Regions from separate parts of the Mus musculus genome. Here regions 1, 2, 3, 5, 6 and 7 are each linked to region 4. Evidence: chromatin contacts called from public Hi-C and promoter capture Hi-C data. All regions are on one chromosome and are shown on one strand. Each heading gives the region's core, a stretch centred on a gene start, on an enhancer-like site or on the middle of the called end of the contact. The rest is flanking DNA. Distances are from core to core; before and after follow the strand shown.

Region 1 (3,077 bases), core at 340-2,839, 2.8 Mb after region 4:
TGTTGTTGTTTTGAGACATGGTTTCTCTGTGTTGCCCTCACTGTCCTGGAACTCACTCTGTAGAACAGGCTGGCCTTGAACTCAGAAATCCTCCTGTCTCTGCCTCCCAAATGCTGGGATTAAAGGTGTGCACCCATTACATCCAGCTTAGAGTTTTATTTTTAAGTATATCAACCGACCAAGCGCCCAGACACTCAAGAGTCAAGTGCTGTTGAACAAATTCTGAGTGAAATTATCTCTTCACTTTTTCCCACTCTCAGCCCAGAAGCCAGTAACTCCTTACCAGTAACTCCACAGAGTACACAACACAGTTTCAACACCCCCAACCTGTCTATTTTGTGCAACGTTCAAAAAATGAAATTAACACTCCCATTAGCCCATTTTGTAAAATACCTCCAAGAACCTTTCTCTTTAACCACTTCTGCAGGGGCAAGTATCACAAGGTATCTTTTTTTGTTGTTGTTTCTAAATGTAGCATGAATTAAGTGAAAGTTATAAACAACTTTGGAAAGATCAGAGTGGTGTGCTGGGCAGATTTACCAAGAAATATAAATGACCTCTCTCCCAAGGCAGTAAAATAAACACAAGTGTACTCCCTCACTAAGGGGACTGATTGCAAAGCAGACTGTAGCTTGGATTTGGACAGCGCCACACACACCAGTGAAAGCCGCTACAGTGCAGACTGCTGCAACTATGACTACTCCAATTTAATTGCCACAATAAACTGGCTGTTCACGAGCTAATAAAATGTGCCTATTTAATAGCTAGAAGGGACTTAGTTCTAGAAATAATGACAGCTCAATAGAGTTGAACCTTATTGCCCTGAAAGCTGACCCGATTATCCCAGATGCCCTTCCGGGTAACTACCCTCCTAACACCATGGCCAGGGGCAGGGGGGAAGAGAAGGGAGACCGGCAAAGAACAGAAGAGTCCCGCTAAAGAGAGACAACAGAGGCCTTGGGAAGACAGACCTGCGACGAAGCATGACCATAAAAAAACTTGACAGCTCGCAGACCGGTGACAGCACTTTATGACAGCCACCCTGACGTTAGCTCTGGAGCGCCCAAGGTCAGGCAAAAGGCTGCAGGTGCAAATGGGGCTCGATCCTGCGGGGTCCGCAGAGGAGACTGGAGAGCCCCCGAGGGGACCGCAGCGCGGAGGCGGCGGGGAGCCGCCCGGGGTCGCGGCCGCCGCTCTCCCCGCACTCACCCGAGGCCCGGGCGGGGTCGCCCAGTGCTGAGGCTCCTGGTGGCCGGCGGCTGCAACGGCGCGGGCGGCGACGCATCATGCGGCAGCGCTCATGGCCGGGCCGGGTGGACCCGGATCCGGCTCGGTTCCGCGCTGCTCGGGCCGGCCGGGCCGGTGGGCGAGAGGCAGCAGCCCCAGCAGAAGCGGGAGCCCGACGCCGAACTGGCACAGCCGAGCCGAACGACCCCGGAACTGGACCAGGCCGAGGTCAAGACGCTGCGCCTGCGTCCTTCCGGTCGCGCCGCCCGGGGCTTCCGGGAGGCGGATCGCGGGGAGGCTCTGGCGATTTCATCCAAGACCGGGCTTCCAAGAACTCGGCGGTTCTTGGAGGAGAGGCAGCAGCATCTACGGCAAGACTACTAAACGGAGATCCCCCGGGAAGGGTGGCCCGGAAGAGAAATCAGTGCCTACGGGGCGCCGCGAGGGCCACGCCGCGTTGCCGTTCGAGAGCACTCGATAAGGCTTCCCGCCGCACCATACATAGATGAAGTTTGTGGCGACTCCGATTCTCTTTTTAAGGATGTCGGTGCCAGGTGGAGGAGGGAGAACTACGGAGATGAAGGATAGAGGCGCGGGGGTGGAAGCAACTGAGCCAGAGGGCGTTTGGGAGCCCGAGGCAGCGCCCTGGACCGGAGATGGGACTCCTGGGTCCAGGCTTGCACACCTCCATGCCCAGGTCGCTGGAGCGTCGCTGCGACCCCTTCCTGATGACCGGCCAGAGTTTTGCGGAGGTAGAAACGAGTGTTTTTATAACCTTCACCCGTCCCCTGCCTCTTGAGTCCCCTGACAGACTTAGCACAATTTGTCCAGGGCAGAGAAGTGTTTGGTAGTTAAACTGGCAAACGCAAGGTGTGCTGTGATACTAAAAAGGGCTATAATGACAGCTCCGGGATCTAGCCCATTGGGGTACGCACGCCATCTTCGCTGGGTTTCCTGTCCCCGCGCCCAGAAACTGCTATTCGAGCCAGATTTTTGGAAATAAGGGTGCATTAGATTAACTGCTCCAAAATTACAGCTTTTAAGTTTAGGCATGGAAGTGCACGCCTAAGTCCCAGCACTCAGGAGGCTGAGGCAGGAGGATTCGGAGTTCGAGACCACTCTAGACTATATAGTAATGCCATCTTGAAAAAAAAAAAAGCATCTTTTGGGTTTGAAAAATTATGGTTACATCTTTTTAATCTTATTTAATTCTTTCTTTAATTCTTATGTCTGTGGGTGTTCTGCCCGCATATATATATCTGTGTACCACGTGCATGCTCGAGGAGGGCATTTAGATACCCTGGAACTGGCGTAAGCAGTTTTGAGTTGGCTTATGGGTGCTAAGAAACCAAACCTAGGTTTTCTGGAAGGACCACCTCTAAGCAGACTCGCAGGCTCTGTAGCCCCTTTTGTGGTTACGTCTTGTGCATCCATATACTCACTATGGTACCAACCTTTCAGGTGCCTCTTGTTTGGCCTGCCCTAGGTAGCTATTTCCTCAGGATGGAAAGCGGGGCTCAGGACACCCATAAGACCCGGGAGGTCTTGTGGATCATGTAAGGAGTACACTGTTGCTGGTTAGAGGAGACTTTCTGGAGCCTTGCAGGCTGTGTCATGAGCATGTTTTCCCATGCTAGGGTGGACTTCTCAGTGTTGGCAATGCCTCAGTTACCCATACACCTCTAAATAGCCATGCACTTGTAGGTAACCCCGATGAGCTTAGCAGTTCACTGAGGCGGACCTGAATGGAATTGAGGCAGAATAGAAAGACAGGGACTTCAAGGACCCTGGGAACAGAAAAAAGCCCTCACCCTGACCTTTCTTGCTCGCTGAGAGTTAAGAAACCAGCA
Region 2 (2,942 bases), core at 135-2,634, 2.3 Mb after region 4:
AAAAAATATGCACTGGGGACTGGTTAGATGGCTCAGCAGATTGTTTTTGCTGTGCAAGCTTAAGGACCTGAGCTGAGGTCCCCAGCAGTATCTAAGAGTGGGTATGTAAGCAGAACCAATTTGTAATTTCAGTATTGGGAAGAAAGGAGCAGACGAGAGGACCCTGGGGGCCAGTCAGTCAGTCAAACATAAAGAAAACTCTTGAGTTCTGTGAGAGACGTTTTCTCGAAAAATAAGGTTGCAAGTGACAGACACTGACCCGTAGCCTCCACACCCACACATAAATAAACAACACTCCCCCCGCCCCAACACACACACACACCCTCCACTGATAAAGTAACGTTGGACATGGCGCGTCTGTAATATTTTAGCAATGACTAGGGTCACTCTGAAAAAGCCATCCCACCCTTGGGAATGAAGTTACAACACCACCACCTGTAAAAAGCGGCTAACGCTTCTCCCCTACAACGAGAATTCGATGAGGTGACGCATAAAAAGCATTTGCAACAGTGCCTTCCCGCCACCCCTCAATAAACCGGAGCCACTAGGCAGGATCATCGCTCAGGGTTCGATGCTAGCGACCCCTATTCGTACTGACCCGAGTTTATGAAGAAGCTAAGAGCGCTGTCCCCGCGGCTTCACTTTATCCCCTTCCTCAATCGCACCCGGGTGTACTACACAAGAGGAAGGAAACGGACGCAACGACATCCCAGGATCTCAGCGAAGGCTCGGCCCAGAGCCCTGGCAGGTGGTCGTTGAGACTCCCCGTGGGAACCCGAACCCGCTGCGGTCACCGCCCAGGGGTGCGGCTGAGTCCTGGTAGCAGAACAGGGACTCCCTGCTAGTGTCCCATCCCTCCCCAGTGGCGCCGGGCACGGCCCAGCGACTCTGCAAAACCCACCGGGCTCTGCAGAAGCTGCGCGCTTTCTTCAGCAGCGCGGCCATTCTGCATCAGTCCTGAGACTTAGAACCTACTTAGACCTAGCGACCAGGAATAAAGGAGGATAAAGAGACACCGACAAAAGGGCCGTCCCGGGGCGTGTCGCCTGTGCGAGCCTCCTGCCGAGGACCAGGCCCGGGACACCTGCTCAGGGAGCTGAGCGGCTGCCTAGAGCGCGGAACCAGAGTTCCCCGCTACGGGGCGCGGCGGGGGGGAGGGCGTTCCCGAGGGTCGGGGTCCAGGGGGCGTGGCCAGGGACGGAAGCGGGGCGCGAGGGGCGTGAGGGGCGCGGGCGCAATACCTGCAGCGAGAGGCGCGGTCTCCGAAGCCCGTCCCGCCCGCTGCCCGCGCGGCCGCCGCCCCGGGACACCACCGCAGGTCCGCTACCCACGTGATCCGCGCACGCGCCCGGGTGCAGTTTCCCCCGTGGCCCCCCCTCGGCTAGGCCCGCCCTCGGCGGCGTAACTGACTGCGCGTGCGCACTGGTTGCCGCGGCGACCGGGAAAGCGTTGGACAGCCAACGACGCGGACCGTAGAGTATTAGGGCTGAGTGGTCGGGCCAGGAGTGAGCATGCACCCCGAAGTCTCTGAGCCGCCGGTGGACAGCGTGGCGGAGCCCAGTCTGGAGGAGTCGGCAGGCGATCACGGCGACGCGGGGCCAGGGATCCGTAAAGAAGGTGCCTTAGCGCTGGGAAGCCAAAGGGGCGAGGGCTCGTGTCCCTCACACATGCCCATTTCACTCAGCTGGGGACAACCAGCACCCCTCACACATACCCATCCATACAGCTACAAGAACAGCACCTTTATTGATATGATCAATCCAGTACATATAGAAGACCCATTATTTATTCCATGATAATTTATTAGATACCTTCCTGTGGCTGGGAATTGTTTGCAATGAGTGTAAGACACAGTTCCCAAACAGTGTTCAGCGTCATTCAACAAACCACAAGTACAGAGAGTTCATCAGCTCTTGACGTTACATTTATCTAAGGCTTCTAGAGGCGCCTTGCAGGGTAAAAGTGCTTGCAACACAATCCTCCAGACCTGAGTTTGAATCTCAGAAGTACATACATGCAGAGGTTAAGATCAACCATGTGATTGCTGGGACTTGAACTCTCGGAACCTTCTGTAGAGCAGTCAGTACTCTTACCCGCTGAGCCATCTCTCCAGGCCCTGGAAAATGTCTTTCATATTTAATAGTGTGCACAGGGTTCTAACATCCAAGGAGAGACCAGCCCAGAACAAAGCTTGCTTCTTTTACACAGGTTTGAGCGATCAAACTGATCACACCCTGTTCTTGTGTGTGCTTTTATCAGTGAGTTGTTTTTATGTTGCCGCCCCTAAGTTACACTTTGAGCAATTAAACACGTTTACAGGAGTGGGAACTGTAGGTGCTCACACCTGGCAAAAGGGGTAGGGGGGAGATTTACACAGCAAACTGCATCACAGTTATCTCTGAACCAAAGTGGGGAGAGACAGAGCTCTTGCCCTGTCCCAGAGCTGCCCTTCTGCTGTCCCTGGTAAGAGAAATGGGCTTGCGGGCTGGAAAGTTGGCTCAGCGGTTAAGAACACTGACTGCTCTTCCAAACGTCCTGAGTTCAATTCCCTGCAACCACGTGGTGGTTCACAACTATAATAGGATCCATGGCCTCTTCTGGTGGGTCTGAAGACAGATACAATGTACTCATATAAATAAAATAAATCTTTTTAGAAAGAGAGAGGGGGGGGGCTTGATGAACTTCTGTTCTGTTGAGCAGATTTTAACAGAAACATCTAAACTAGAATTAGATTTAAGTACAACTCTACTTATCTTGCTGTTTTCTGAGGGTCTGGTTTCTGACGTGTGTGGGTGCCCAAGGAGGCCAGAATAGGGCATCAGATCGACTGGCAGTGGCATTACAGGCACTTGTGAGCTGCCTTGTAGGTGCTGAGAACTAAATTCTCTGTTTTCTGGGAGAGTAACAAGCACTGTTAGTGACTAAGCCATCCATCTCCCCAT
Region 3 (3,175 bases), core at 7-2,506, 2.2 Mb after region 4:
CTCAGGGATGCTGCTGCTGCTTGAGGCCAGAGTTGGCTTACAGGGTTTAAATGAGATCCCAGTTCATAATGAACTGAACGGTAAAGAACAGATTTGTTCTGTAAGCATTAAACATGATTGTTCACTGTACACCTTTAAGTCTACTTCACTGTGTACTTTTCTTCAAGATTAGCGTCCCAGCAAGGCTCAGCTCTGCTCTGATGTGTTTGTGGTGTCATGTTCCCCAGCCAGCCCACCAGGGACAGTGGATGAAATCATAGGTGCAGGATAAAGAGCAGGGGAGAGGTGGATGTGGCTGTGTGTGGTTATGTATGTGTGTGTGTATATATGTGTGTGTGGCTGTGTGTGTGGCTATGTGTGTATGTATATGTGGCAGTGTGTGTCTCCGCATGTCCACACAGCTGTGAGAAGGGCTTGGCTACACTTGGGTTGCATTGGCAGGTATGCTTGTGACCTGGAGCACATGTAGTAAGTATATCCGTGTGTGCATCCACATTTGTACACGCACATCTGTGAGCATATCACACATCAGCAGGAACAGTGCTACTCTCGGTTGGACATGCTTGTCCCCTGTCTTTCCTGATAGCATCTTCTAGAACTTCCCAGGGTGGCCTCCCTAGGTTGACTGGACTCTATGATCCCAGGCTCAACCCTGGCCTAGGTAGAAATGTCAACAGAAAACAGCTTTCACCTCAAAGGCGAGAATTAAAGACTGTTTATACTTGAGCCAGATGTGTCTATGGCCCAAGGGACATGGCCTCAGGTTGCCCTGAATACACCACCGCCCTGAAAGTGTTCGTATGTGAATTTATTATAGAGCTAAGTCATAAAGCAACTTGCCAAACACACTCCAGCAATGCAGGAAACCTGATGAGAGTGGTCCGGGTGCTGAAACCATTCTTGCCTTCTTGATCAGTGGGAACTGGTAGTTATAAAGCATTTAGGGCAAGACAACAACTCCAGGCACCGAGGTTATCAGAACCTGCGTCTAGGACCTACCTAATAGAATCTGCTCCCACACATTGTCCCCTGACCTCCACATATGTGTCAGAGCACACACACAAATAAAAAATGAAAATGTAATGATATTTCTTAATACATGTTAAAGGTTTGGATAGTCACAAGGTTACTAGGTCAAACCTAGGAACTGCATTGAACATGCTGCAGTCAGATTAAAGGCAAGGACGGTTTGCCTCTGATCTGCGATGTTCCAGCTTTCCACAGTCAGGAGGTGCTGTTGCTCCGCATTGTTAAGTCTTTAGCACTGTGTGGCTATCTTGGTTTAGCTTCAGCTTACAGAAACACTCAGCCAAAGAGCAGGCCCTGCTGCAGCGGGCCCTTGGGAGCAGCTGGGAGTGGGGCATCTTCTCTGCATCTGCTCTGCAGGGCACCCTCATGCTGCCTAACTACTGTCTGCATCAGCTTGCTGACCACCCTTCACAGTGTGTCCCTCGAGCCCTTCCACCGTGTCCTCAACCTGCCGCCAGCCCTCCAGTCACTGCCCAAACCTCAGCTTCCCTTTGGTGTGTATTCTTCCGACCTGTTCACATCCCACCATGGCCCTAACCTTAACCTTGGAGGGCCCCGGGTGGAGCTCTGGTCCTTACTGAGACCTGTCACAGGAAGCTCTTGCTGATTCTAAAGCACTTCTCAGTAATCACACTTCCCTTCTTGGTCACTGGGCCACTTCCCACATCTGCAGACATTTTGTGGTGGAAAATGTCCACTTCCATCCTGAGTGATGTTCCTGGCGTGCCCCCCACCCCAGGGCTTTAGGGGATCTAAATGAAATGAGGGTTGGTGGGAAGACGGGGATGGAATGAACACAGCCCCTGTGGTAGACAGCTCTGGCCCCTTCCCAGGCTACCTGATCATAGTAGGTGCTGTCCTCCTCACCGCCACCAGGTGGCACTGCTGCGACTCGAGTGCCTTCTCCAAAGGGTGCGTAGGAGTGGGGTTTGGTTAGGAGCTTCTCCCTCGCCGGCGAAAACCATCTACCCAGACCCACATCGGCCCACACAGACCAACTCCAGGTTTCCAGAACACTGAGCTAGTGAGAGGCACAGAGCTGGAGAGGGATTCGGAGCTGGGGAGGGCGTGGAGCTCACAGGGACCGCAGAACTGTGGAAGAACAGAAACTAGGGGTTCATAGAGCTAGGGATACAGAGCTGGGGACATGGAGCTGCCACTCTCCCTCCTCCCAAAGCTCCTTGGCTCTCCCAGCGCTGGTCGGCTTTCCCAACAGTGGCTCTCTACGGGTTCAGAGGGTCCCTCCCCTCTCCCTTCCGTGGATCTCATTCAGGTTGACTGAACTGATGTTCAGGCCTGATCCAGGATCACAGACCCAAATCCAAACGCACTGGTGGCCAGGTGCCTGGCATCAGCCTTGGGTAGTCACTGTTAGAGTTTTCACATCACCTCTGAGCGTAAGGATTAAGTATTTCATGTCCTTGAATGTAATCCAAGACTGAAAACCAGGTGACTGAAAGCAATGGTATTAATAAGTTCTTGTTGCTTTTTCTCTCAGAAAAGGGTGAGGGGATAGAAAATTTGGCTCCATGGCTAAAGTGCCTGCCATGTAGACATGTGGACCTGAATTTGGACCCCCATGGCCCACATAAAAGTGAGGCCTGATGACACACACCTATAACCCTAGCACTGGGCAGGCAGAGACCCCAGGATTCCCTGTAGCTCACCAGTCAGCTGCCTATCCAGTCAGTAAGTTCAGAGAGACCTCAGAAGATAAGGTGGAGGGACAGTGAAAGATGCTCGTCAGCTTCTGGCCGCCACATGCACACATGATGTGTCACTGCACAGCTACAAGGGCAGCGTGAGTACACGCATTAGAAAACATACGAAGCATCGCACCAAGGTTGGCCAAGCCTGAGCAGCTCCCGCATTTTACAGTTTGTGAAACAAAGGCTAAAGCCAAGGTCGTGCTGCTGCCAACCGAGGCAGACCCCCGAGTGCTTCTGAGCAGGAGGCTTGGAGTGAATCCTAGGCTGGCTCAAGAGGAAATACACCTATGGCCAGCAGGACCCTTGGCAGAAGCCCAGAAGATACAGAGCAGAGCAGGGTGTCCCAGCTGTGTGCCTATGCTTTATCTCAGCCAGAGCTCACTGGCCTCCAAGGAGCCTTTGGACAAAGCCATGTCCACTATCTGTGAATCTTGCAA
Region 4 (3,161 bases), core at 573-3,072:
ACCAGTTGTAGGTGTTAGAGATTTGACTTGCCGGGGACTGGAGATGAGGAAGACGTGTGGAAGGGCTCCTCCCCACCAATGACGGAAGGGGACTTTTTTTATTGTCTCCAAGTTGTCACATTGGCCCATTTGATGCCTGTCCTAGTGTGGGAACTGAAGACCAGGGTTGGCCAGGTTTAGTCTGAGACTCTGGAATGGCCTGTGGTGTGGGTGGAACCCAAGGCTGCTAGATCACTCTGGGGGAGATTTGTTTCCTGAGACCCTTGGAGGGGCTCTCCTCAGGACGCTGAGGGTTGGTGTCCTCTCCCAGTACTGCCTCCCAAAGCAAAGGCCAGGAAGCATCAAAGACCAGAGAAGAGGCCTTCTGTGGGGGCTATTTCAGAAGAGGGAGGGGGCATTTCCTTAAAATTTTCTCTTCCCTTCCCTTCCCTTCCCTTCCCTTCCCTTCCCTTCCCTTCCCTTCCCTTCCCTTCCCTTCCCTTCCCTTCCCTTCCCTTCCCTTCCCTTCCCTTCCCTTCCCTTCCCTTCCCTTCCCTTCCCTTCTCTTCTCTTCTCTTCTCTTCTCTTCTCTTCTCTTCTCTTCTCTTCTCAGACATATACTACAAGTTGGCTTCGAACGCACAGCCAAAGATGACCTTGAATTCAAGTGCTTGCTTCCAACTTCCTTAGAGCTAGGATTATATGCTCATGCCACCTTGTGGGGTTAGGTAGTGATGTAGTGTCCGAGAACCAATCTAGGGTCTTGTGCATGGTAGATAAACACTCTCCTGACAACTGAGGTACACCCCCAGTCCTATTTATTTATCTTATTTTGTTTTTAAAAACAGGGCCTTCTGTCTCGACTGGCCTGAAATTTACTATGTAGCTCAAACTGGCCTTGCGCCCACAGCAATCCTCCTGCCTCAGCCCCCCCTGAGTACTGAGCTTGTAGTGGTGAGCGACCATGCATAGCTCTGTGGAGCGGGATAGTTTCAACCCCAAGAAACTGTTCTGTGGACCCATCTGGCCATCCCTGGGGAAGCAGCTTGTGTTGGAAAGGCGGTGTCAGGGGTGCAGCGGGCAGAACCCCAGCTTTCGGCCCAGTCTTGGACTAGGAAGGGGAAGTACTGGTCGGCATCCTCTTGGTCATGGGGCTGACTTTATTTCCCAAGCCCGGCCCAGGATGGCGTGGTGGTTAGGGGCGCAGGGCTAGTGCTCAGCTGTGCACCCTCGGGGGCGCGGCCCGCGTGACGTCCCCTCGAACACTACCCACATTCCGGGGCGCGGCGCGGGGACTGTCGACGCTTGCCCAACCCCGGCCCCCTCCCCAGGGGCCGCCCCTCCCGTCGGGCCGCGCCCGCCTCCACCAAGTCCCCGCCCGGGGCCCGGCCCATCCCGGACTCCGCCCGCCCCGGGGAGGCCGAAGCCGCTGTTGCCGCCATTGACGTCAGAGGGCGGGCACATGACCCCGCGGGGACCAATCGCGCGCGCCAGCCTCCCGCAATCTCCCCGGCAGCCGGCGCGGCCCCCGCCCGCAGCACACACTCGCGGACGGACGCGGACACACGCACCGCACAGCGCGCCCGCGCGAGGCCGAGACACGCCCGCGCCCGCCGTCCCCGGCGCCGCCCCCGCCCCCCGAGGACCCGATCCTCTCTGCGCCCCGCGATCGCCCGCCGCCCTCGCCGCAGTCGCCAACCCGTTCGCGCCGGCATGCGCCCCAGCAGCTAGAAGGAAGCAGCCCAGGAAGCGCCCCGCGCGCCCCCGCCTGCCCCCGCGCGCTCCCGTTCGTCCCCGCGGGGCGCCCCCAGCCCACGCCCCCCCACCTTCCCGGCGGTGGGGGGGTGCGGGCCCTCCGCGGGGGCCCCGCCGGCCCGGCCCCACGCCAGCCGCGATCGCGCGCGCGGCCCCCGCCCCGGCGCGGCCATGGATGTGACGAGCAGCTCGGGCGGCGGCGACCCCCGGCAGATCGAGGAGACCAAGCCGCTGCTTGGGAGCGACGTGTCTGGCCCCGAGGGCACCAAGGTGATGGGCGCCGTGCCTTGCCGCCGGGCCCTGCTGCTTTGCAACGGGATGAGGTACAAGCTGCTGCAGGAGGGCGACATTCAGGTCTGTGTCATCCGGCACCCTCGGACCTTTCTCAGCAAGATCCTCACCTCCAAATTCCTGAGGCGCTGGGAGCCGCACCACCTAACGCTGGCCGACAACAGCTTAGCATCCGCCACGGTGAGTGGCCCTGCGTGGCCGTGGGGCTTCCCAAGCTGGGGTCCCTCGGGACCGAGGCGCCCCGCTGCTTGTCTCCGAGCGCGCGGCCCCCTAGTCCCGGCCTGCGCACGGGGCTGGGCTGGAACCTCTAGACTTGATCCTCCAAGGCAGGCTATGGGAATCCTCTTTCGTGTCCTGGACACTTAGCCCACCCGGGCTGAGCGCTTGGGGACTTTTGCCTAAACGCTTGCGTTTCTGATGTCTGGGACCCTAGACTGGGCCCTGAGGATAGTGGTGTTTGTTCCTTTTCTGAACTCGTTGCCCATCTGGATCTGAGCTACAGGAGAAAACAAAACGCAACCCTCTCCTCCATAAAAGCCGTAACCCCCCAGCGCCAACAATTTCCAGAAAGCAACTCCTGCGTTTGCTTTAGCCTGCCTTTACCCTTTTTTTTTTCCCCTGCCGGGCCTGGCAAGGCAAAACCGGGTGCCTGCCCTTTCTAAAAATCTCCTTCGCACGTTAGGAGGTTGGAGGGTGGGGGGCAGGGGGCCGAGGTCCTGGACCCGCTCAGACCCTGGGATAGTCGAGTTCTCTGGGTAGAAGCAGCTGGGCTGCCCAGCCTGCCCTTGCGTTGTCTGTGGAGCGTGTGTAAGCATGTTTTGTGGCTGCGTCCTGTTTTGTTACAGTTTTTTTTTTTTTTTTTTTTTTTTTTTTTTTTTTTGCTGTGTGGCCAGGGCCAGGTCAGCTGGATGAGATGGAGAAAGGAGGATCTTACTAGTTGCTTTCGGAAATCGAATCTGCAAATGGTGGCCTTCTTCCTCCTGGGGACAGACAGCTGTGGTGGGGTCGAGGAGGGGGAGTGGGGGCGGTGGGCAGGGCCTATACAGGATGCTTTGTGTTTTCCAACAAGGGCAGTTTCAAATACAGGCTCTGGCTGGGCCTTAGCCTGGCGCTTGGGGACTTATCTTTGTAGGGGC
Region 5 (2,925 bases), core at 49-2,548, 2.5 Mb after region 4:
CATGGGGCCAGCAATCTGTCAGCTTCCCGGAGAAAGGTCTTGCATGTGTCAGGGGCAGGTTCTGTCCTCCATGGGGACACCTTGGTCCATGGGGTAGCTTTCCCCTGGCAACTATGTCCACCTTTCTTAGGTGAAGACATCTTTCAGTGACTGTAAGGTCACTTGTAGCAGTGAGTATCAGCCTTGTGACCCAAAAGAGACACTTGCCAAGGATCAAAGCCATTTTTCTTATCAGAAAGCGGGGGTGGGGGGGTGGGGGGGATGTGGAGAGACCCTTTAAAGGTCACCCACAGCCCTGACCATTCTCCACACAGGGCCTATGAGCTCTACAGTCTCAATCCATACACAGGTGGCCATTCCAGACAGTTTTTGTATAACAATGGGCTTTCCCACCTGGGCACAATCAAGGGGAAGCCTTTGCCCGACCAGATCCAAGTCTCCTGAACCCACCAGTGAGCTTCCTTGAACATTCCAGTCTCCGCAACAGTCTATCCTCAACACTCTACTGCCCCTAATAGCTAAACACGTCCTTCCTCCTCCCCCCAACCAGGTGATCCATTTCGGGAGGGGGCCCTCTCCCCAACAGTGAAGTCCCATCACCAAGTCACTAACCCATGGTCTTAAAAGGAGTTTAGCTTGCCGTGCTTTAATAAGCTTGGGTGAATCGTTTAACATCGCCACCTGGTTCTGCTTTCCAGAAACCAAAGACAAACACAGATGGACCCTGGAGAATAAAAAGGGCTCCTTGTGTCACGAAGAATGTGGCGAGCCAGCTCTTTGCAGCCCCAAGCTCCTGGTGGCAGGCTGGAGTGTGCCTCGGACAATTTCCCATGGGGCCTCCAAGAGATCGTGACACACTGTCTGGTTCCTGGGGTCAACACCCCATCAGAACAGCCACACCAAGCCCATGTCCAAGTCCTGGAGCCTACTGGGTCTGCAGCTGGCAGCCCTCCATCTGTCCCAGCCCCCCTCAGGAGTGCAGGCCAGGGCACCTTCCTCGCCTCCCCCTAAATTGGTTTTGAGCTTGCCTCTGAAGGAACTCTATTGGGTTCGTCTCGGAAAACAAGGCAGGCCCACGGATCCCTTCAGAGCCCAGCTTCACCCCATCCCAGGCACTCTCTGCTTCTCTGACAGTAGCCTGAGACAGTAGCTTCCTTGGGGGCTGCTCAGGCCACCCCGAAGGTCTTCCTTCCTTCCTTGAGCTATGCCCAGCCTCGCCCGGGCTCCCTCCCTCCGGCTCACCAGCCTTGGTCTACAGGGACCGAGCTCCTTCCGGTACGTCCTGGGCAGCAAGGTTGCCCGGGTCGCCCAGCCCTTTCCCTAGCAACGGCGCTGACGGACGGTCATGAGCACCAATTGGAAAAGGGCTACTGAGAGGTGGAGCCCGAGTCAGATCTTAACCAATGGGATTGTAGTTCACGGGGAGTGGGCGGAGCCTGGGATCGAAGAACTGAGCCTGTAACAGCGGAACACTTGGGGATGGTTGACAGTTGCTCAGGTTCTGCAAAGGCTGAAGGAGAACTTGGGCTTTAGGAGGTGCTAGGAAGCTGCTGAAGGGCTGGAAGCGGATCAGGGGGTTTAAATGCAGGGAGCGGATAGAAGGGAGCAATGTGGGAGGCTGGGAACAGGGGCACTGTGAACAGAAGGCCTGAGCTGGGACTCGCCCCCCAGAACTAGGGTGGAAAATCTGACCTCCTTACCTCCTGAAGTCCATTGCGTTAGCCAATAGAGCACTTGACACACAGAAGCAGATGCCGGCCGGTCTTGTCCCCAGGAGTGGGATAGCTTGCTATCAGCCCTACCGGGCCTTTTCTGGTGTCGGAGACAGACACAACAGAGGTAGGTCCCAGAATTCTCAGCAGAGACGAACCCACTGTCGCTGCCTGCAAACCCCACCGTCCGAGTGGCACAGAGGAACTCCTCCCAACCCCCCAAAGTAACAGAAGCTGCTGTCTGAAATTGTAGCTGGAAAAATGACACCAGAGGCCGGAGAGGTGGCAGAGTCCTTAAGAACACTTGCTGCTCTAACAGAGGACACAGGTGAACCCACACTTCAGCTCAGGCCTGCTTGTAACTCCAGTTCCAGGGGATCCGACGCCCTCTTCTGGCCTCCAGAGACATTGCACACACGGTGCACATAAAGCAAAACACCACACATTATTATTAGTATTATTAGTATTATTATTTAATTATTGTGACACCAGCCCGGCTGAGTGTAGTGGCATACACCTGTAATCTCAGCACTTCAAGAGGCTTAGACAGGGGCATTGCTGCAAGTTTGTGGCCAGCCTGGTCTACACAGTGAGTTCCAGGCCAGCCTGGGATACAGAGAGTGGAAGTTTTGAAAAGGCGAGTAGAAGAGAGACAGCAAAAGAAAACGGGCAGCTAGCTCCCCCTAGTGGATTGAAGTCACATGTCCACCAGAAGCCATCTGCCTTTCGCTCAGCCAAGCTCCACCTAGCGTTTGTTCCCAACATTCCACGGCCATCTTAACACCAAGACACCTTGAATTGACTTGATCCCCCACCACCACCCTCCTATGAGCCCCTAGGAAAACGACCAGTCAGTGGGCAGAGCCTCGAGCTGAAGTTGGGCTACAAGGGCCATCATGGAGGAGTGAGGCTGAGGCAGCCAGGACAGCCTTTGAGTCCTCCAGGGCATCATGGGTCACCAGTCTGTGACATATGAAAATGTGTCAGGCTCCTTTCCTCCCCTTAGTGCCTACTCCTTCATTCAGTTCCCACCTGGCATGTATAAACTAAGGGGAGAGGGTAGGACGGAGGTGTGGCTGTGGATATATGCTGCAGGTTGGGCGAGTGACATGGAGAGGAGCTGAGGTTCAGGGGCTTCTAGCAAGAAACCAGTTAGGTTATAAAGATCCAATTGGATGTCTAGGGTTGAGAGTTCATCCAAGCATGCTACTTT
Region 6 (2,841 bases), core at 30-2,529, 2.6 Mb after region 4:
CTGTGGCCATTCAGGCCCTGTGTTCTTTCATGGTCCACATGTCCCAGGGAAGCTTAACACACACAAACCTTAGGGTTCCCTGGGATGCTTTTAGTAAGGTCACACATCTGCTTGATTCCTCCACACCAAACCATGGAGCAATCTCAGCTCTCCATGCCCCACCCCAGCCAGTGGCCATTCGCTCCAAAGGAAACTGGCCGCTGGGACCTCGCAAGTCAGCTTCTCTTTATCCAGGCCTGGTATAGCAACATCGGATACACATTCTTGGTGCGTGTTTCTGTACTCTTCAAATTAAAGGCTTGTACAGAAGCAGATAGGGACAAAGATGGAAGGGAGAAAGGAGGGTGGGGCCCTGGGTTCTGCCTTTAGCTTGCAGCCCCCAGGGGCTTCGGCGTTTATTGTTCACTGACCAATCAGAGAGGGTGGAGTTTGAACTGCCCCTTCTGACCTGGAAACCCAGTGGACCACAGGGTGCGGGAGCGGAAGAAGCCGACTGACACTACCGGGGGAGGAATCTCCTCGGGTCACTTGATGGTGATGTCCACAGGGGTTGGGGGCAGGGTGGGGGAGGGATACACTCGGGACTTTGGAAAGCTCAGATCAGAGCTTTGCATGGCTGTGCACACCCACCCTACCAGTACTAGACGCTTGGGGCAAGAGGATGGCCAGTTGGAGGTCACCCTGGATATATAGTGAGCCCCTATCTCCAAAAACACAAAGACAAAACCAAAACAAACAAACAAACAAAGCCCCAGCCCAGATCTGCTGCTGCTTGGACGCCCAGCAGCTCGCTGCCCAGGGTGCCCACCCTCTTTCAAAAGGTCTCATGAGGGTCGCCCTACCTGTGCACTGCTGGATGAAGTGCTGGTAATCTGCTCCCTGATCGCCGGGGACAATGGTGGCGCCGTCGTATCTGAAAGTCACCCTTTGGGTTGGAGGAAGAAAAGAAACATAGGTGAGCGGCGGCGGCGAGCGGCACGAAGCAGGTCACTACTGGCTTCCCCGGCCCCGCGGCGTTGCTCACCAGATGACCGCCGAGCCGTCGTCCCGCACTAAGTTGTACGCCGCGCGACACGCCTCCTTGTCGATCTTCGTGGCCATGGCCGCCGCGAGGACACTGCCGGAACCAGTGAACGCGTCCCTGATCCGCTACGAGAGTCGAGCGGGCTCCGAGAGTGGGCAGGGGAGGTGGCCGCTCGCAACAGCAAGCTAAGGTCCTCGGAGAGAGGCCCGCGGTTACTGCAGAGCCAGAGCGCGCGCGGGGACTCCACTCCCGTGAAAGCCACGCCCCTTCGCTCCCATTGGTCAGGCGAGGCGGGGGCGGGGCGTCTCGCACATCCGGCGGCCAATCCCAGTCTGTGCGGATTGCGCAACTCCGCGGAGGGCTGGAGGGGGGCCCTTCCTCCTCGTCTTCCCTTCCTCCGCCTTCTTCCCTCCCCACTCCGTGGGCCCCAGCCCCTCGCTTCTTCCACCACCTTCTGTGTTCTCCGATCTCGCTCTCCTTCCTCCTTCCCTCTCTCCTTCCCTCCATTCCTCTCCTTCCCTTACGCCGTTGTTCTCCTCTTCTTTCAGCCTCTACCTTGTTCGCCTTCTCATCTCTCCTATTTATCCCACCCCAAGCCCCTTTTCCCTCCTCCCTAAGGCCTCCTTCCTCCTTCTCCTCTGCATCTTCCCTCGAATCTTCTTATTCTCTCTTCCTCCCTCGTTCCCTCTACCAGTGAGCTGGGCTGCAGAGCTCTCCACCCCTCCCCCTCCTTCAGAAGAATAACTTAAGTCAGCACTCAGATGAGCCAGGCTGGCCAAGGCTGGCGCCCCTAACCCAGTGTTTGTTTGCTCTTTGGATTTGGAAAGGGAAGAAGTGGAAAGAAGGAAGCATTTCATTTGGAAAGAGAATCACTGTTGACTTTGTAGCCTGGCTATCTGCAGTCACGTGGGGTGCTGGGGCGGGATGGGGCGGCATCCTTAACCCCCTTACTGGGTCATTCATTCACTACTCCTCTACCATCTGTCCTACCGGCAGGTGAAAGGCTGGCCCTGGAGGCCCAGCTCTAGAACTGCTTGTAATTCTCAGCCCCGAGCCATAGGGCAAGCTCTGAAACCTTATCAAGAGGACTGCTCTCTCCCCGTGGTAAGACGAGCCTCAGGGAGCCTCAGCAGGTGCCTTCAGCCTTAACTGAAATGATGTACAGAAACCAGGGCGGGCATCAAAAGAGGTCACTGTTGGTTTGCTATTGACTAAAACGGATCATAGACAGAAACTGAAAAGATCTGGAACATGTATAAGGGATAGGAAAACCCTTAGGCCTGAAGGTGTGGCCCAAAGAGCCAGCATCTGTGAGGTCCCAGGTTCTCTCTCTCAGTACCTCACCTTAAAAAAAAAAAAGAAAAAGTCTTGACACAGTACCTCACCAGGCAGCTCAGAACTCAAGAGGTTAAAAAAGAAGGGTTATACATTGACAACCAGGCTGGGCTGCATACTGGTTTCCAGGCCTGCCTGGGCTACAAAATAAGACCCTGTCTCAGATTAGGAGAGATGGTTTATCCTCTGCTAGAGGACTTTAGATTCTTTCTCAGTACCCATGTCTGTAATTACAGCTCCAGGGGAATCTGATGTCCTCCTCTAACCTCTGTAGGCATCTGCACACGCACACACACACACACACACACACACACACACACATGCATACACACACACTACAATCTTTAATACACACATATAACCACACTCTTTTATACATGCACACATACACACACATGTGTACACATACACATGCATACACACACACCCCACATACATATATTCGAATAAATAAGAAGCATAGTGATAGACACCCATTATCC
Region 7 (2,847 bases), core at 128-2,627, 2.7 Mb after region 4:
GAGGGCCAAAAGAAAATTCTCAGGAGAAAGAAACCATTGAACCAACTCGTAGAGTTTTGCTTTGCTTTGCTTTGTTTGCTTTGTGGAGCCAGAGTTCGGAGTATGAAGCGTAGCCCTGTACTAGGGAAGTAGGGGCGGGAGATACAGGAGTTTCAGTTCATCCTTGGCTGCTAGAAAGTTTGAAGCCAATGTGCATGGGGCGCACGCCTTTAATCCCAGCCCTTGGGAGGCAGAGGCAGGCAGATTTCTGAGTTCGAGACCAGCCTAGTCTGCCAAGTGAGTTTCAGGACAGCTGGGGCTTTACAGGGAAACCCTGTCTTGAAAAACGAAAGAAAGAAAGAAAGAAAGAAAGAAAGAAAGAAAGAAAGAAAGAAAGAAAGAAAGAAAGGAAGGAAGGAAGGAAGGAAGGAAGGAAGGAAGGAAGGAAGGAAGGAAGGAAGAGAAAGAGAGAAAGTAAGTTTGAAGCCAGTGCGCATGGTGGTGCCCACCTTTAATCCCAGCATTTGGGAGGCAGAGGCAGGTGCATTTCTTAGTTTTAGGCCAGCCTGGTCTACAAAGTGAGTTCCAGGACAGCCAGGGCTACACAGAGAAACCCTGTCTTGAAAAACCAAAAAAAAAAAAAAAAAAAAAAGAAAAGAAAGTTTGAAGCCAATTTTTGCTACATGTGTAGCACAGCAAAGAAAAACAAAACCAAGACACCTGAGGGCAACTCTCTGGAGCAGCTGTGCCCACACTTGAACATTATCCTTTTCCTTCTTGTCTCTAGATCCTAAACTCAGTCCTACCCGTGTACCCTCTCTCACCTCTACTTAATAAACTTGCCAACTTTGCCCCACAGGGGCTTGTCATAAAATTCTTTCCTGGCCCGGCAGTGGTGTACACCTTTAATCCCTAATCCCTGCACGCTGGAAGCAGAGATAGGCAGATCTCAGAACTCAAGGCCGGCCTGGTCTACAGCTGGGAGTAGGAGGTTTAGTAAGGTTTTTTGTTTGTTTTTATTATTATTATTGCCTATATGGCTGAGTCAAGAACTTTCCCGTGTGTATACACTTGCGTGTGTGCAATAACTAACACCTACTGAGTCTCTACCCTTTGCAGAATGTGCTAAGTCATCAACATGACTATCCACCCCCCACCCCGAGACAGAGCTACCTTACGTAGCTGTGTGTGACCTGGAACTTGCTATGTAGACTGGTCTGCAATTCATAGATGATCGTCCTACCTCTGCAGTCTATATACTGAGCTCACAGGAGTACAATTCCTGGATTAACGAGTTCTTTCTAAAATTGTTTATTTTGCGTGTGCCCCTTTGTATGTCAGAAGACAGTCTGTAGTTGGTTTTCCCCTGGCGTCATGTGGATCCAGAGAATGGAACTCATTTGGTCCTCAAGGGTACAGGAGGCAGGGCTCCGTTACCCGCTGAGTCATCTCACTAGCTCCTTCAACGTTTACTTTTATGTTTTACAAAGAAAAAAAAAATCTTTTTTTCCCCAATGCCAGGTAAAACAAGCTAGTGAAGAGAATGAAGAGTGAAGGAATGAATGAATGAACGAACGGTCAGAAGAGCGCGCTCCATAGGGTAAGGGATCCTTGGAGATCTCCAGCGGAGATCCCAGGGCGGAGCTCAGGCGGACCCAGCGCAGTAACCACTCCGGAACTCCACCTTGCAGCCCCAGGGTGCCTGGCCAGCTCCATCCTCACGCCCTCGCCTGGAGCAGCCGCCCTCGGCGCGCTGGGGACAGAAGGGTCGCCGGCCCGGGGCGCACGCCCACCTGTCGCGCGCAGGCGCAGAACGCCGCCTGGCTCTCCCGCGGCGCAGTCAGTGCGCAGGCGCGGCGGCCGCTGCGAGTGTGTCTGTGCGGCGAGAAGATGGCGGCGACGGGAGACGCGGCGTGAGAAGCCGGAGCAGCACCGAACCTCATTGAGACGGGCCGCCATGGCCCTCCACAACCCACAGGTAGCGCGGGCCGTGTCTGGGCTGGGAGGTCTGGGCCACGGGACGGCCTCGGGGCGACGATCGCGAGGTGCGCGGCGGGCGAGCGGTGGGGGAGGCGCCGGCACGCTGCCGGCCTAGGCCCGCGCCGCGCCCCTCAGTGCCGCGCTTCCCCGGCTTCGGAGGCCGCCCGAATCTCCCCGAGAGCGCCCGAGCCGCCCCGAGAGTGTCCGAGCCGCCCCGAGAACGCCCGAGGCCGCAGGGAAGGCCTCCGCGTGCCCGGCCCGCAGCCGCCGAGTCCCGGGCGACGCTCTGGCCCAGCGCCGCCGGGGACCTGGCCCCTGGCCTCGGGAATTCTATTGCAAAGAAAACCGGGAAGCGCCGGGGCGGCATACTCCGGTTTGCCCGAGACTGACACCTTTTGCACGGTGTCCGAGCCCGGGCTGGGTCGGGGCCCGGCAGGCCGGATTGCCTGCTGTGTTTTCTGTGCCCGGAGCTGCTCCTGCAGCCCCTCTCCTAAGATGCACTTAGGACGAGTGAGAAGTCAGCACGTGGTGCCGCTTCTCCGGGCTGCGACTCTCGGGAAACTAAGAAGTAAAATTGCCTTTTTGAGGATGGTAGGTGGATGTATGTACAAGGCAGGTGAGGTCGGTCTGGTGAGGCCACCTTTGAAGAACGATCGTCTTTTTATTTGATCTTTCTCTTGGTCCACGATCGCCTCTAACTTAAGTTTTTTTTTTTCCCTATCTCAGCCTGGTGCGTTGCAGGCAAGAGCCACCATGTGCTTTTGAAAGGTTTTAGTAACTGTTGCAATATGGGATTTAAACCTCGAAACTGTTTTTAATAAAAGGTTAGATCCTAGGAGAAACTTCCGTTCTCTTAAGTATGTGGTGTTTCATAGATCAAATCTGAAC

The links. Promoter capture Hi-C pulls out the DNA fragments that hold promoters and counts their contacts. A called contact is a pair of places that touch in the nucleus more often than the background predicts.
Region 1: a promoter capture Hi-C map of hippocampal neurons shows a contact between it and region 4, with 5 times the contacts expected there. The contact joins the promoter of Zdhhc7 here to the promoter of Cmip in region 4. A contact is called at or near these places in 2 of 39 promoter capture datasets (hippocampal neurons and pre-B cells).
Region 2: a promoter capture Hi-C map of cranial neural crest shows a contact between it and region 4. The contact joins the promoter of Dnaaf1 here to the promoter of Cmip in region 4. A contact is called at or near these places in 1 of 39 promoter capture datasets (cranial neural crest) and 1 of 115 datasets of contacts at active chromatin or transcription factors (large pre-B cells).
Region 3: a promoter capture Hi-C map of hippocampal neurons shows a contact between it and region 4, with 5 times the contacts expected there. The contact joins the enhancer-like site here to the promoter of Cmip in region 4. A contact is called at or near these places in 5 of 39 promoter capture datasets (cranial neural crest, hippocampal neurons, liver and 1 more), 3 of 115 datasets of contacts at active chromatin or transcription factors (astrocytes, embryonic forebrain and large pre-B cells) and 1 of 9 other capture datasets (embryonic stem cells).
Region 5: a promoter capture Hi-C map of embryonic stem cells shows a contact between it and region 4, with 7 times the contacts expected there. The contact joins the promoter of Meak7 here to the promoter of Cmip in region 4. A contact is called at or near these places in 3 of 39 promoter capture datasets (cranial neural crest, embryonic stem cells and pre-B cells).
Region 6: a Hi-C map of B cells shows a contact between it and region 4, with 6 read pairs. The contact joins the promoter of Cotl1 here to the promoter of Cmip in region 4. A contact is called at or near these places in 4 of 39 promoter capture datasets (the C10 cell line, hippocampal neurons, pre-B cells and 1 more), 1 of 484 Hi-C or Micro-C datasets (B cells) and 1 of 9 other capture datasets (embryonic stem cells).
Region 7: a promoter capture Hi-C map of embryonic stem cells shows a contact between it and region 4, with 4 times the contacts expected there. The contact joins the promoter of Usp10 here to the promoter of Cmip in region 4. A contact is called at or near these places in 2 of 39 promoter capture datasets (cranial neural crest and embryonic stem cells).

The regions. Positions count from the first base shown.
Region 1 is chr8:120,099,883-120,102,959 of GRCm38.p6, forward strand. Zdhhc7 (zinc finger, DHHC domain containing 7) reads right to left here and starts at 1,590. Exons shown (of 8, transcript NM_133967.3): 1 at 1,210-1,590.
Region 2 is chr8:119,573,851-119,576,792 of GRCm38.p6, forward strand. It overlaps Dnaaf1 (dynein, axonemal assembly factor 1), which reads left to right and starts at 1,385. Exons shown (of 12, transcript NM_026648.4): 1 at 1,385-1,617. The coding sequence starts at 1,512. Hsdl1 (hydroxysteroid dehydrogenase like 1) reads right to left here and starts at 1,325. Exons shown (of 5, transcript NM_175185.5): 1 at 1,242-1,325.
Region 3 is chr8:119,410,960-119,414,134 of GRCm38.p6, forward strand. Mlycd (malonyl-CoA decarboxylase) reads left to right here. Exons shown (of 5, transcript NM_019966.3): 5 at 1-143. Among named protein-coding and RNA genes, the nearest start is that of Gm46053, 5.1 kb to the left of the region's middle. Within about 2 kb of position 1,257, at least 113 of the 459 cell types and tissues checked have an H3K27ac peak or open chromatin away from gene starts, as enhancers often do. A contact at or near this core is called in hippocampal neurons and liver, where this site is marked.
Region 4 is chr8:117,255,197-117,258,357 of GRCm38.p6, forward strand. Cmip (c-Maf inducing protein) reads left to right here and starts at 1,823. Exons shown (of 21, transcript NM_001163262.1): 1 at 1,823-2,205. The coding sequence starts at 1,906.
Region 5 is chr8:119,777,118-119,780,042 of GRCm38.p6, forward strand. Meak7 (MTOR associated protein, eak-7 homolog) reads right to left here and starts at 1,299. Exons shown (of 8, transcript NM_028883.2): 1 at 1,243-1,299.
Region 6 is chr8:119,839,300-119,842,140 of GRCm38.p6, forward strand. It overlaps Cotl1 (coactosin-like 1 (Dictyostelium)), which reads right to left and starts at 1,280. Exons shown (of 4, transcript NM_028071.3): 1 at 1,025-1,280; 2 at 843-925. The coding sequence starts at 1,101.
Region 7 is chr8:119,908,983-119,911,829 of GRCm38.p6, forward strand. It overlaps Usp10 (ubiquitin specific peptidase 10), which reads left to right and starts at 1,378. Exons shown (of 14, transcript NM_009462.2): 1 at 1,378-1,957. The coding sequence starts at 1,937.